Linked DNA regions of Zea mays: region 1 is linked to region 2. Evidence: chromatin contacts called from public Hi-C data. All regions are on one chromosome and are shown on one strand. Each heading gives the region's core, a stretch centred on a gene start, on an enhancer-like site or on the middle of the called end of the contact. The rest is flanking DNA. Distances are from core to core; before and after follow the strand shown. Region 1 holds the start of LOC103635708 (cyclin-A1-4). Region 2 holds the start of LOC103637187 (Transcription repressor OFP17).

Region 1 (6,857 bases), core at 2,763-5,262, 560 kb after region 2:
TTGTCTTTTAGCTTCTGTGGTGGTACCCTCTTGTCATATAAATCACTTCATCCACCTTGTTTTGATTCTATGGATAACATATTCACCAATATCTCATAGAATTGATCCTAAATACTTAAAGGTGTCCTTCCTGAGCACTGAGCACTGCTTGACATTCCAAACTAACATCTCCTTCCTCATGTGTAGTAGTGCCGAAATCGTATCTCATGTATTCCATTTTAGTTTTACTAAGTCTAAAACCTTTGGATTCTAGAGTCTCTCACCAAAACTCTATTCCCTATTTATTCGTACTCGATTTTCATCAACCAGCACTACATCATCAGCAGAAAACATACATCAAAGGATATCCCCTTGTACGTTTATTGTGATCCTATCCATCACCAAGGCAAAAAGGTAAAAGCTCAAAGTTGATCCTTGATGTAGTCATATTCTATTAGGAAGTTATTTATGTTCCCATCACTTAATCAAGCACCAACCACAACAATTTTTTACATTCCTTAATGAGTTCACCTTACTTCGTCGGAACTTTATGTTTGTCCAAAATTTATCATATAACATTCATTGGTATTTTATCATAAGTCTTCTCCAAGTCAATGAAAACTAAATGTAGTTCCTTATTTTATTCCCTATACCGCTCCATCATTTGCCTTATTAAAAAATGGCTTTCATGGTAGACCTTTCGAGCATGAAACCAAATTGATTCAAAAATATTCTTGTTGTTCCTCTTAGACCATGCTCGATAACTCTCTCCTATAGCTTCATAGTATGATTCATCAACTTAATTCTCTGGTAGTTAGTATAGCTTTGAATATCTCTTTTATTCTTGTAGATCGGTATCAATATACTTCTCCATTCGTTAGACATCTTGCTAAGATATGGTTGAACAACCTGATTACTGATTAGTCATACTATAGCTATGTCCTCGAGGCATCTCTATACCTCAATTAGGATAACATTAGAGCTTATCACCTTACCCTCTCTAATCATTTTCAATGCTTCTCTAACCTCATATTCTTCAATCATCATATGCACAAAGCGCCTATTGGTGTCATCAAAGAAGTCATCTAACTGAAAGGTTGTGTCCTCATTCTCCCATTGAACAATTTGTCAAAAAAAAAACTCGCAATACAGGTCTGATCTTATCATGCTTCACCAAGAGGTGCTCCATTTCATCATTAATGCACATAACTTGGTTGAAGTCCCTTGTTTTCTTCTCAAGGACCCTAGCCATCCTATATATGTTTCTATCTCCTTTCTTCGTACTCAACTGTTGGTAAAGATCCTCATACGCCCTACCTTTTGCTACACTTATAGCTCGCTTTGCAGTTTTCTTTGCTACCTTCTACTTCTCTATGATGTCTACACTCTTGCCATGATACGGATATGGTAGCATTCTTTCTTCTCCTTCATTGCCCTTTAGGTTTTCTTGTTCCACCCCCATGTATCTTTAGCACAGAAAAATATAAAAAATAGAAATAGACTAAAATGAATTAATTGGATCTTACGCAGCTATAAGCAAGCAAGCAACACCAACTAATTGCAGTCTGTGCCGACTGATCTCTTTGACAGAAAGATAACGGTCAATGTAATTGACAGTGAGGTATAAGGTTTCAGGAACAAGACGATATTCTTCTGTGACCTGAATTGAGAAAAGGCAATATGACAAACATCAAGAGGTCATTATTGATTTAAATAGCTGTGAAAACATGTATTCCTTTCTAAGAGGAAAGGCTTACTTCTACAAGCCAGTCTATTAATATTGCCCTCATGGTTTTGCTCATATCTGTCTGAGTGGTTTCCAAAAAGTTTGTTGGAGGCATTTTCCTAGTCTGCAAGAATAATACAACAGGGTAAATGCAGGCAGCAATTGCCCCAAGGAGGCAAGTGGATAACTAGGAGCAACCAAACACAAACTTCACCAAAGTGGGATATTATGTGCAAACAATATAATGTCCTGCAACACAAAAACACCATTTTTTTACATCAAGAAACTGCTAAATGGAATGTAGAGTTGCATGAATCATAATGACAAACAAATCCAGCCACTGTATAGATCCTCGCCATTTATATTGGCGCCGAGACGTGTAATCTCGGCGCCAATAATGATGGCGCCGAGGTAAGGGTCCATTTTCTGAATTCAAATCAAAAAGGGTGTAATTGTGAAAATCTTTCGCAAAAAGGATCAAAAAGCATAAAATACGGTATAGAGGTGTGAGTAAACCATCTACTCAGCCTAACACATTGTAGAACACTAAGAATTGCATGCTCTGTTGATATTAGCACTCCAGCTATAACTTGATGCTCAGTACTTAGTAACCAGGTTCCCAAATCGATGGGTCGAGGAACGGAAACGTGGTACGTGGTACGATACTTAAAAAAGATTTTAACACTACGGGAGCGAGATTGTTCCTACGTTCCCGAAACGGAACGAGAAACGTGGGCAAGTTTCACGTTCCTGGTTTCTAAGGCTTGGTATGCAGATTTATATCAAAGGCAAGAGAATGAGCAAAAATATATCACCTCAGCCTCTCGCAAGCTCTCGTAAATTTCACAGGCAAGAGTTGTAGAAAGTCGTGGATCCTTATAGGTGTAATGATTAGGACTATGTTTCCTCCAGTTGAATTCTGCAAGAATAAACAGGTCCTGTAAACCCAGCATCGCACGAAAATTCTAACCAGAACTGCCCCCATTTTGATTAGTAAACAAACCTGCAACATCCATACTATCAGAGAAATGAGGTCTATCACTGGCCCACCAATGCGAAGAAGATGTCATTGAGGGGTCGTCATTATTATTGAGGTACTCAACATCAGAGCTTTCTGTTGAGTTGCATGTTGACATAGCATCCTCCATGGAGACCGAGCAATCCTGAGACAGGCCGGGTGAGCTGCAACCTGTTGATACAACGTCTGGCACAGAAGGAAGAGATGTGTTCTTCTGAAGAAGTGATACTGCCTGATCAAACTGTTCAGAGGCCAGCCTTCTGCTAGAACCCCGTTCCGTGTTCACATTGCGCAGGCAAGCATAGGATCCTTTCTTAACATCATCTGGTTTGGTAGAACTCAATTTCTGTAGTAAGAGGAAACTATAACGTATTAACGTTGTCTATTAAAGTTGTTCAACTGAACGATTACAATGACAAACAGAGAGCTACATAAGCAATTAAGCATATAAACTTCACGAGGGAAGCAATATATTAGTAACAGAATATTCGAAACAGTGCAGTGCATATGAAACGCCAGTATCTCTGGAACTGAAACACCCAGCACCCCAAAAACTATGAAAAACCTAAGTTGCGATTGCAAGTTGCTCGATTCCGAAAACACCAAAACATCTCTTATGACACCACGAAATACAATATATTACCAAAATACCTTATGATACAACGAAATACAATATACTGTCTTAAGACCCGTGGAACAGAAGTATTTCATCGAACAAGGCAGCCAAATAAAAAAGAGAAGGAAAATCAATATCTCCAAAAGACATCAGCAAATGTTGTTAAAATGATCGAGAAAATGCGGAACTAACATGTGCCGTTATTAGATCAAATGGATCGAGAAGAGTGCAAAGCGGCATAAACCCTAGAAATGCCACGCCAAATTAAACTGAAGCAATTGAATTGATCAACACATTTCCCTGTACGGGTGTACCACAACTCATGGCAAATTCCTACGCGTGGCGTGGCCCCCTCCTACGAGAACCAAAGCGACGAACCTACCGGAACGGATCCATCAGATAAACCTTACGCTCCGATCGTGCGAGCGCGCAATGAGTAGCCGTACCGCATCGGACGCAGAATTCGCCGCGCCGGACCCCCAGCTGCCGCGGAAGACGTTAGTGAGGTTCCCGAGGGCGACGCGCTTGCCGGACGTCACCACTGCCTCCTTGGCGCCCCGCGCGCCGGTGTTCTCCGCCATGGCCGACGCCGATGAGCGGCGCCCTGCTGCCCAGCAAGACATTTCGGGAGAGTCGGTGCGGAAGTGGTGAACTGCCGCGGTTGTAATTTTTCTTTATTTACAAATACATGGCGGTGCACCAAATTTTTTGCATTTTGACCCTTCCTCGAAAAAAATCACGTTTGGACCCTAGAAAATTTTAATGTCATTTTTGGACCTTTTTCTCGGCGCCATAGCCTATGGCGCCGAGGTAACACAGCTCGGCACCATAGGCTATGGCGCCGAGGTACGTGTTGCGCTGGCACAAACGGACGTCGTGGCGCCGACGTGGCACCGAGCTCGGCACCATAGGCTATGGCGCCGAGGTACTTGCTGCGCTGGCACAAACGGACGCCGTGGCACCGAGCTCGGCGCCATAGATCTTGGCGCCGAGCTCAGTTGTAAATACACAAAGTCTGTCTAGCTCAGTGGGTAGAGTACAACGCTCTTAACCTTGTGGTTTGTGGGTTCGAATCTCATAGTGGATGTTCAATACTTTTTTTCTTTATCACTGATTTATTTTTTTGTTGTCTAGATTTTTTTTGTTTATGTCGCTATAGTACATTTTAAAAGTCCTAAATAACATTCACCCTCTTTATTTTAAATTATAATTAATATAAAAATAATATACATAAAAAAACTATATAAAGTTATTGTATTATTCTCTCCGTCCAAGAAGAATGTAACTCGGTGCAGTTGCATGCTCGCTAGAATCCAAGATCGCAAATGGTTTTTTTTGGGTATATCGCTGCTTTGTCGAGACATATACGTCCGTACACGTACATGCATGCTTTGCTAGCCTGTACGTGTCGACAAATCAGCGCGGTCGACGCCAGCACAAAACAGCAAAACGCATGGAGCAGCTGGTCGTATGCACACTTTTGAAGCGTCTGACGTTGGCCACATATAAGAGCAAACTCTTTGTATTCTTTGTAGCAAAGTTTTCTTCAATGGTTTTTTACATTGATTAATGATATATATATAGAGAGAGGTATCTTCTATTAAATTTTTTCTTTAACTAAAGATAGAAAACGAAAATAAGAACAATTTTTATAACATAAATAATATATATAAAATCTATTATATTGAAGGAAAGAAAGATATAGAAAATAAGAATGATTTAAATTTATAAAGAGTGTCAGAGATGTTTTTATTACAACGGTTGTGGGTCTCACGTCACATGCCTGTTGTATGCACGCATGCATGCAATGCAGCACGAGCCAGTACGTAGTAGTAGCCTCAGCTAGTGAGCACAGGGCGCCACGCAGTCCAACCAAATGCTGCTTTTTAAGATTATCTGTGTGCCCCAACCAATTGCCACCAAATCAAATTAAGTTCAGCCGCAATTTATTATGATCTGTCGGTCATCTCTCTTCGTTTTGGTAAAAGTAGCACAAGTAACAGGGCCATTTCAGTATGGGTAAAAGTAGCACAAACTAAAAGCGAGCACAAAAACAAAAAAAACTGGATGAAAAATAAATCTGAACGGACAACAAAAAAACAAATTAGTGACAAAAGGCAAAAGAAATGCCCACCATGGGGCTTGACTCACGACCACAAGGTTAAAAGCGTTGTATTCTACCAACTGAGCTACACAGACTTTATGTATTTACAACTGAGCTCGGCGCCAAGATCTATGGCGCCGAGCTCGGTGCCACGTCGACGCCACGTCGTCCGTTTGTGCCAGCGCAGCACGTACCTCGGCGCCATAGCCTATGGCGCCGAGCTGTGTTACCTCGGCGCCATAGGCTATGGCGCCGAGCAAAGGGTCTAAAAATAACATTAAAATTTTCTAAGGTCTAAACGTGATTTTTTTTCCGAGGAAGGGTCAAAATGCAAAAAATTCGGGGCGTTGCATCATATTTAATGATACGGTGGAACAGTTCTACGATAACCCAGAGTAACTAACTAATATAAAATAGATTCTCCTTAAAAAAGTAAATTTAAAATTAAAATAGATATAAGTTACACATATCACATATTAAACTGTAAATATTATTCTTGTCTTAGAAAAAAACCGAGAAAGATATAAGATATAAAAAAGATCAGACTCTTTTTTATAACTTAATCGGTCACTCGTTCTACTTCACCTAGTAAGGTATAACTAACCGAAATTGTTGTGATGTATGTGACTTAGTGTTATTAGAGATGAAAACGGGTACTTAAACCGAACTGTTACGGTAAATCTAATATTTAAAATAGATATGTATGAAATTTGATGCTAATTTTTTTGTTAGCAACCACATTACACAGATAAGAATAAAATTTCTCATAAATTGTTTTATACATTATCTACTCTCTACAACAAAAAAGATGAAAAGTTATCAGTGTCGTATTCGAATGGTACCGAATTTTATATCTAAAGAAAATATATGATAATCTTAAGGCTTGCTTTTTTATAAAACTTTACAAACTACTAAAAACAATAATATAAATTTACATATCAGATTTTATATTCTATTTATTCATAATCAAAGAAAAAAAAGCTAAAAATGGTATCTGAATCAGCATTCGTTTTCACCCGTTGGGCTTGTATGTTTTGTCACGGGCTATCTAAAAACAAGACGTGGGAAAGAATAGAATATGCTCTACACGTGAGAAGCGTGACGTATGAACTCATGCTTGAAAAAAAGTAGAGTTTTCTATATTTAGTGTTTAACATTAATTTTTAAAACATTCTATCTATATCGTCTAGGTTGATTTTTTTTATTTTGCCCTATATACCACTCTACTTTGGACCCATACGTAGGGCTCAGATTAAAAGCCAAAACTACCCCTAAATTATTACATATCCTGTATAGGGATAGGAACGTGTCGAGTAAAATGCGGATGATGCACTCGTGGTTATACATGAGATCCTAACTTTTATCGTTCGTAAGTATACATATATGTAAAAATTCAGATAGACAAAATACTAAC
Region 2 (6,716 bases), core at 3,778-6,277:
CCATGGTAAAATTCAGGAACCATATCCGGGTGACTTTGATCATCGCAGCTCAAGTATGTTGCACAATCTGTGCCCTTTACCTTTGGTAGAAATAAATACGAAAAAAATCAATATAATGCAACATGCCATGGAGTCATGGACACAAGCAGGACAGCATGACCAATGTGGTTCATAAGACTAATAGCACAGGGAAAAGCAGACCCAACTGTAAGAACAAAGGCAGACAGATAAACTTACCTCCTCACGAACCAGAGTCAAGCAACCATAGCCTGAAACTTTATGAACAAATGATGGACCAAAATCATCAACATCGGATCCTGATTCAGCATTTGATGTATCGCTTAACATGCCCTGCCACTGAAAGAGGCAAATATTGTAGTAGTTTAGAACAAGAATCCAGAAAAGCAACCAGCTTCCTGAATTACTGAAAAGCAACCAGCTTCCTGAATTACTACTGATGAAGGCTGTAATTTTAGAATTTTACTTTCATCTGTTCCAACCGAAAGGAAGAGCTGCTTCTTTCTCCACCCTCAGAAACAGGTTTGGTGGTTTCCCTCATACATCCAGCTTCCAAATTGTGGATCAGCTACAAATAATATATCCTTCATTACATAGAAAAACAAGGACAGCATCTAGATGAATTATTTTCATGTAAACACGAAGCAGTAAAGGGTACCTTCAATATATAAGGATCATTCCATGGCCCTTTGTTCGATCCAAGGCAACCACCCTTGTCACTACATGTGCATGAACCACCAAGGAATTCTGGCAACTCACTGAGAAAATACAAGCATTATTAGTTATTACAGGTTGAGGGCTGAATCTTATGAAGAGAATGGGCTATGCAACCCTTGAATACAAACCTACCTCGAATCTATTACTTCAAGAAGCCTACTCTGGTAGTTCGAACCGAGCACCTAAGTAAGAAGAAAAAGAAAACTAAAGATTGCGATACCAAACAAGTTAGCACTAAGGATGGTATATAAATGCTGGAACTCACATGAATCTTGGATGAAGTTTTTGGGTCAAGGAAGCCCTTCACACTGTTCCAGATCCACTTGAATCCACTGCCAGCGTTCACAACAAACATTTGGTGGAGTGTCTGCATTTATAACATTTTACTTGATTGGATCACCAGGCAAAAGTCCCAACAACATAATACCCCTTCAAAAAGTATAATTACCTCAGGATAATAATCGCTATCAATCTTCTGCATTCGGTTTACAAGTTCTCTAGCAGTCCTGGAAAAATTCTTAAACCCCTGCAGAATACAACCAGATTAAAAAAACTACATACAGAACAGATCTGTGTTCTGTTCGCACAGCTCAAACTGAATCGTTCACCTACCACACCCTGGACGTCCAAGATGGTAGTGGTGGAGTCAATGTGCCTCTTAGCAGCCAATGTGCAGGCAGGGAACCTCTCCCTGAAGGCCCTATCAAACTCCTGGACATGGTACTTGATGTAGCGATCCATCTGACTACACATAGGCCAGTGGAAACATGGCCGCACATAGTCACACACACATGAACAATCAGCAACATTGTATCTCCTACCAGGTTCCCAGATGTGACTTAGAATTGAGTTGTTACTATGGGAATTGAGTTGCTTTTATTACAACAAATAAAATCCATGTGCCACAAAAAGCTCTAAATATTACCGTTTTCTACACAAACAACAATCCAAACTCAATTCATTGGTGCACATAAGGCGCTGCTTCCTGATGATGCTAGGAAGGGGCAACACCTTAAATCTTACAAGTACATGATATGGCTGAAAGTATTTGTTTAATTCAGATTTTATCCCAAAATACAAAATGGAAGGACAGATGCACATCGTTGCTAGAACGCTAAAAATATCAGTTTAAAGGATCTGTAAAAGATATTTTTTTAATTTTCTCCCAGTTTGGTCTAAGTTCTGGTCATGAACACCATCTACGACATGTTTGCATGTACCAATAAAACATATCATCATTCATGATATCCAAAACAAAGTATTGAGACCTAAGTATTTCAATTTCTCCAAGGGTATAAAATCTCCTACAGAGATCAATTGAACACAACCCAGTCCAACAATTAGCATAATAAATATAAAAAGACAGCCCACCAGGACAAATTCCTAAATGAGCTCATTGTGCAGTATGAATTTGGCAACGAAGATAGCAGATGATCTAGAGAAATATCCTACTGCATAGATGAAAGAAGATATAAATGTAAACACATTGTACAAGACAACATTATAAATTTGTGTCCCGTACAAGAAACCAAGGCAAGACCAACACAAACAACAAAACACCTGATTAATTATCCAACATCCTAAACCATGAAGATCAGTCAATCCATGTGTGTACCTCGTGACTTCAAATACTACCAGTACCACGAAAAGAGTAGTCTGAATAACAACATAAAGGTGATTCATGTCCTGCTGAAGGATACCTTTCCAAATTGGCCAATTGGCGCTCCATTCTGCATCTTTGATCTGGGTAGTATCTGCAAGCCTGCAACTGCAATATATGCAATGAAGCATTTAATATTCAGATTGGTTCAAACTCAGGTATTTAATATATCATTCCTGTAAACTGGAAAGCTACAACATGTGACAGATACAATGAACTGTACTATGAAACAGTGCTGATCATTCCAAAGTCAAGAGTCAGGAGATCACTTTTGCAGCTCTAACTCAACCAGAGGTTAAAAAACACTGAAAGTCTGAAACCTAGTGCATTGTAGACAGAGGCATCATTGAGTTTTGCCGAAACAAATGCTACACAAAAAGAAGGAACATGACTTAATTTACTAAACATGAGAATGGCAAATAAAGGCTACATGAGCGTATGAGCATTTACTTATTCAAGCCCAAAGCTGGTAGATAGAGAGGAAAAATAAAATGGACACCCTACTAACATAAATCCAACGGCATCATTGAGTTTTGCACGCACACACCAAAATCGATACCTATACTCTACAACAAACTACAGAGGGAAACAGAAACTCAGGTATTCAGGACCAAACACAACTAATTGGTATGTGTATTTCTTAGCAGCCATAACCTTCCAATCCATCTATACGACACTTGTGTTAAATGTAACTTACTAATAAGAACGGAATGAACGGTGGCAGTTCTATGATGGCTGGCTGAATCGAGAAGAACATGGAACAAAAAGGAAAGGAAGATGAATGGTGAATCCCACCTCCTGCTAGCTCTAGCTCCTAAAGCTCGTCAGTCGACGCACGGACACGGAGGCAGACTCCAGCTTGTCTTCAGCCAGAGATCATCGCCTCGCTTCCTGCTGCCACCACGACGCAGTAGGTCTTGTGGTGCCCTGCGCGCCCTCCGAGCACCACCACCGCCACAGCAATTCCCTAGCCGTGGCGCAACAGCTCGCCGCCGCTGGCGGTCGAAAAAGAGGAGATTACAAAAAGCTACAACCAGGAGGCGATGATCATCTGCTATCTTTCAGCTTGAGGAGATTACACATCTTGGGGACGTAGCCGGTGCAGCGCCACAGGGCGGCAGAAAAGGTCAGGGGCGCCGCGGAAAAGAGTGCCATCGCCCCCGCCAGGAAGCCCATGGACGTGGACGCGGGCTAGGAGCGGGACCTCAGCCCAGCGGCGGTACACGCGGCGCCCACTACTCCCCACTCTGCTGAGCGCCCGCGGCCGGCGCCCTCACGCCCACGCGGCTGGGCTTGGCGCCCGTGGCCGTGGCCGTGGCCGCCACTTCCAAGCTCACAGCTTGGCTCGAGCAAAGAGGTGAGTGATACGCCCTGCGCGAGTGCGTGGTAGGCAGCACCATGGCGCTGCACTGCTCCCTGCACGTGACTTGTTCGACGTTGTGGCTGCGAGCAGTGGCGCGGCCTGATCCCTGCTTTCCGAGGTCCCGTGCGCGCCTCGCAGGCCTAGCTCTTTCTGGCCCGCACCACCGGAGGCTCGTGCACACCGACTGCACGCGGGCGGGAACGAGCGACTCTAAGGCCGTGGGTGGGGTGCATTGCGGCCTCGAGCGCGGAGAGGCGGTGGTTCAAGGAGCCGAGGATGGTGACCATGCCGTTCGTGTTCCCCTGGCTTCGCCGCAGAGAGTCCCGCAGCATGATCCCCCACCGCGACAGCGCGTCCATCGCCTGCAGAGTCGCCACCGTCATCGCGGACATCGGGTCAAGAGCGGGCACTCCTCTCAGGAGAGGGCCGGGGAGATCTCGGCAGTCGGCACCGAGAGGAGAATGCGCCGGGGTCAGGGCGGCTGAGGCGTGGGCGGTGTGGTGACGCGGTATAGGCGACGGGGACGCGAGCGGGGGCCGGCTGCGGCTCGCTCGAAGGAGGGGTTGTGCGGCAGCTCGAGCGCCCTGCGACCCGCCGGCCTTCTGTCGAGATCATCGGTCTAGGTTGCGTCGGCGGCGAGATCGGAGCTGGGCAGTTAGGTGAGAGAGTAGGTGAGAGAGGGGGCGTGGGGAGGAGGGATGGCGGGTCATCGCCTCACGCCGCCGGATTTCGCGGGTCGTGGAGATGTGCTGCGGTGTAGCGGAGGGGTTCGCGGCAGCGGGCGAGCGGGCCTGAGGGCGTGCGAGATGCGCGGCGGCGGATTTCGCGGTGGGCGTGGGATTGCGCGGGGCCTGGCAGGCGTGCGGCAGCGGGGGAGGGGGGCGTTGGGTAGCGGCGGGGGCGGTCTACACTAAGGGCTTAATAGTTGTAGAGATATGAACTAAAATGACTCACATTGATCTAATGACTGTCTTGTAGCTTAAATATATAATAATATGGATCATATATGTGTGCAGTGCAGGCACTCACGTTCGTTATTAAACGGCTCATATTAGGGTAACGACTACTTAGTGGCACCCCATTCTTATGGCACATAATAATGCTACCCAGTACGTGTCCCAGTTCATATGACATATAATGCTATATATATTCGTACGTTCGTGCACACCACATCGCTGCAACGACGAGGAGCTACGCACGCAGTCAATGAGTCAACCATATATATATATATATATATATATATTTACGCATGCAGCTCAAATCATGCGGTGCCGTTCCAAATCAACAGTTTGATGCTGCGCGCCCATCACTTTCCAGTAGTGATGCGGGTTTCCTCGTCTCATAACAAATCGCCTTCCTGCGTGACGTGCGGCATCCTCGCGCCATGCCGGCGTGCACTCACGCGGCTGTTCCGCGTCCCGGCGCCGGCTAACCTCTCCATCAGGGCCTTCCGCTTCCGTAGCCTCCGGAAGGCAGCGACCAGGATGAGCCCGCGCCGCCGTCGCCGCCACAGGACGTTCCGGTCGGTGCGCGCTGTCTTCTGGCCGCTCGTCCCGATGTCGACCGCGCCGGCGACCTCTACAGCCGAAGGCGAGGCCGCGCGTAGAGCAGCACCGGCACCCGCACCGCAAACAGTGGTGCACGAGACTCCGGTCATCGCAGTCGCACCGGTGTCGTCCACAGAGACGCCAGCGTACATGAAGGTGGTGGCGCGGCTGCGGTCGGAGAGGATAGCTGCTAGGGGAGGCGGAGAGGACGAAGACAAAGAGAAGGAGGAGGAGGAGGAGGAGGCGTGCCGGAGCTTCGAGAGCTATCTGATGGAGATGCTGGTGGAGGAGGGGAAAGCGAGGGACCTGAAGGACGTCGAGGAGCTCCTGCAATGCTGGGAGCGGCTCAGGTCACCAGTCTTCATCGAGCTGGTGTGGTCCTTCTATGGCGAGCTCTGCAATGACCTGTTCCACGCAAGGGGTTGACGAAGTTGACATCGAAGGCGGCGGCGGCTATGGCTCCGAGTCCATGTCCACTGCTTGATCACGTAGACACGTACTGCTCAAGAATCTGCAGGTTGCATCATCTCATCGACATTATGTAAATAGTACTGTACTAAGACCATGTTCCTTCTAAACCTCTAGAGTTAATTGTTAATCAGCTAATATGTTATTAGCCAGTTTTAGCAATTAGTTGCTAAGGTTTAGAACACGGTCTAAGTTACACTAAGATGTTCTGTAATATATCCACATACCCGCGGCTTTCTATCGCATAATCATTTGTGTATAATCAGCGAGACAAAGATCTGGGATTGATTGATTCATAGTCCCTACCGAAATCTGTTTTTTGTCGAGTGCCAAATAATTTGTCGAGTGTTTTTATCAGGCACAAAAAAAACCAATTGGTAAAAAAACACTCGGCAAAATTTTTCTGTGCCGACACTCGGCAAAGAGTTTCTTTGCCGAGAGTTTTTTTTGACACTCGGCAAAGAGCTTTTTTACCTAGTGTTTTTTCAACACCAAGTAAAGATAATTTAAAAATCGCATTTTGAAGCAGTAAATTAATTCAATTGAAAAAGTTTTCACCTATAAATTTATATAACTCATCAATATATACAATTTATATTTTGGTCAATTGTTCATATGACAAAATAAAAGTAAATTTATTTATAAAAACTATATCTCTCGTAGTTTATAAAACTACACAAGAGATGTATAAAATTTGTGAATAGTGTTAGAACCAACATATGAGACGAATAAATGACCAAACAACCAAATATAAACTTTGTAGATCATTATAAGTTATAGAATTTTATAGTTGGCAACGTTTTTTATTTAAGTCATCTTGTCAACGAAAACTATGTCTTTTAAAAATTTAAAATTAGAATTTTTAAAATGACCTCAAAATGAAAAAACCCATCAAAATGAAAGTTGTAGATCTTAAAAAGTTATGAAACTTTGTAGTTGACAA

What was found. Hi-C and Micro-C count contacts between places; a contact is called where the count stands out from the background.
Region 1: a Hi-C map of leaf shows a contact between it and region 2, with 7 times the contacts expected there. The contact joins the promoter of LOC103635708 here to the promoter of LOC103637187 in region 2. A contact is called at or near these places in 2 of 25 Hi-C or Micro-C datasets (ear and leaf).

The regions. Positions count from the first base shown.
Region 1 is chr8:113,025,095-113,031,951 of Zm-B73-REFERENCE-NAM-5.0, forward strand. It overlaps LOC103635708 (cyclin-A1-4), which reads right to left and starts at 4,013. Exons shown (of 10, transcript XM_020543307.3): 1 at 3,786-4,013; 2 at 2,709-3,069; 3 at 2,521-2,624; 4 at 1,737-1,829; 5 at 1,506-1,639. The coding sequence starts at 3,962.
Region 2 is chr8:112,467,839-112,474,554 of Zm-B73-REFERENCE-NAM-5.0, forward strand. LOC103637187 (Transcription repressor OFP17) reads left to right here and starts at 5,028. Exons shown (of 1, transcript XM_008659438.2): 1 at 5,028-6,084. The coding sequence starts at 5,051. The coding sequence ends at 5,731. It overlaps LOC103635706 (phosphatidylinositol/phosphatidylcholine transfer protein SFH8), which reads right to left and starts at 3,571. Exons shown (of 11, transcript XM_008658092.4): 1 at 3,475-3,571; 2 at 3,279-3,390; 3 at 2,351-2,503; 4 at 1,348-1,480; 5 at 1,184-1,261; 6 at 1,001-1,102; 7 at 868-917; 8 at 677-776; 9 at 485-586; 10 at 238-357; 11 at 1-80. The coding sequence starts at 3,571.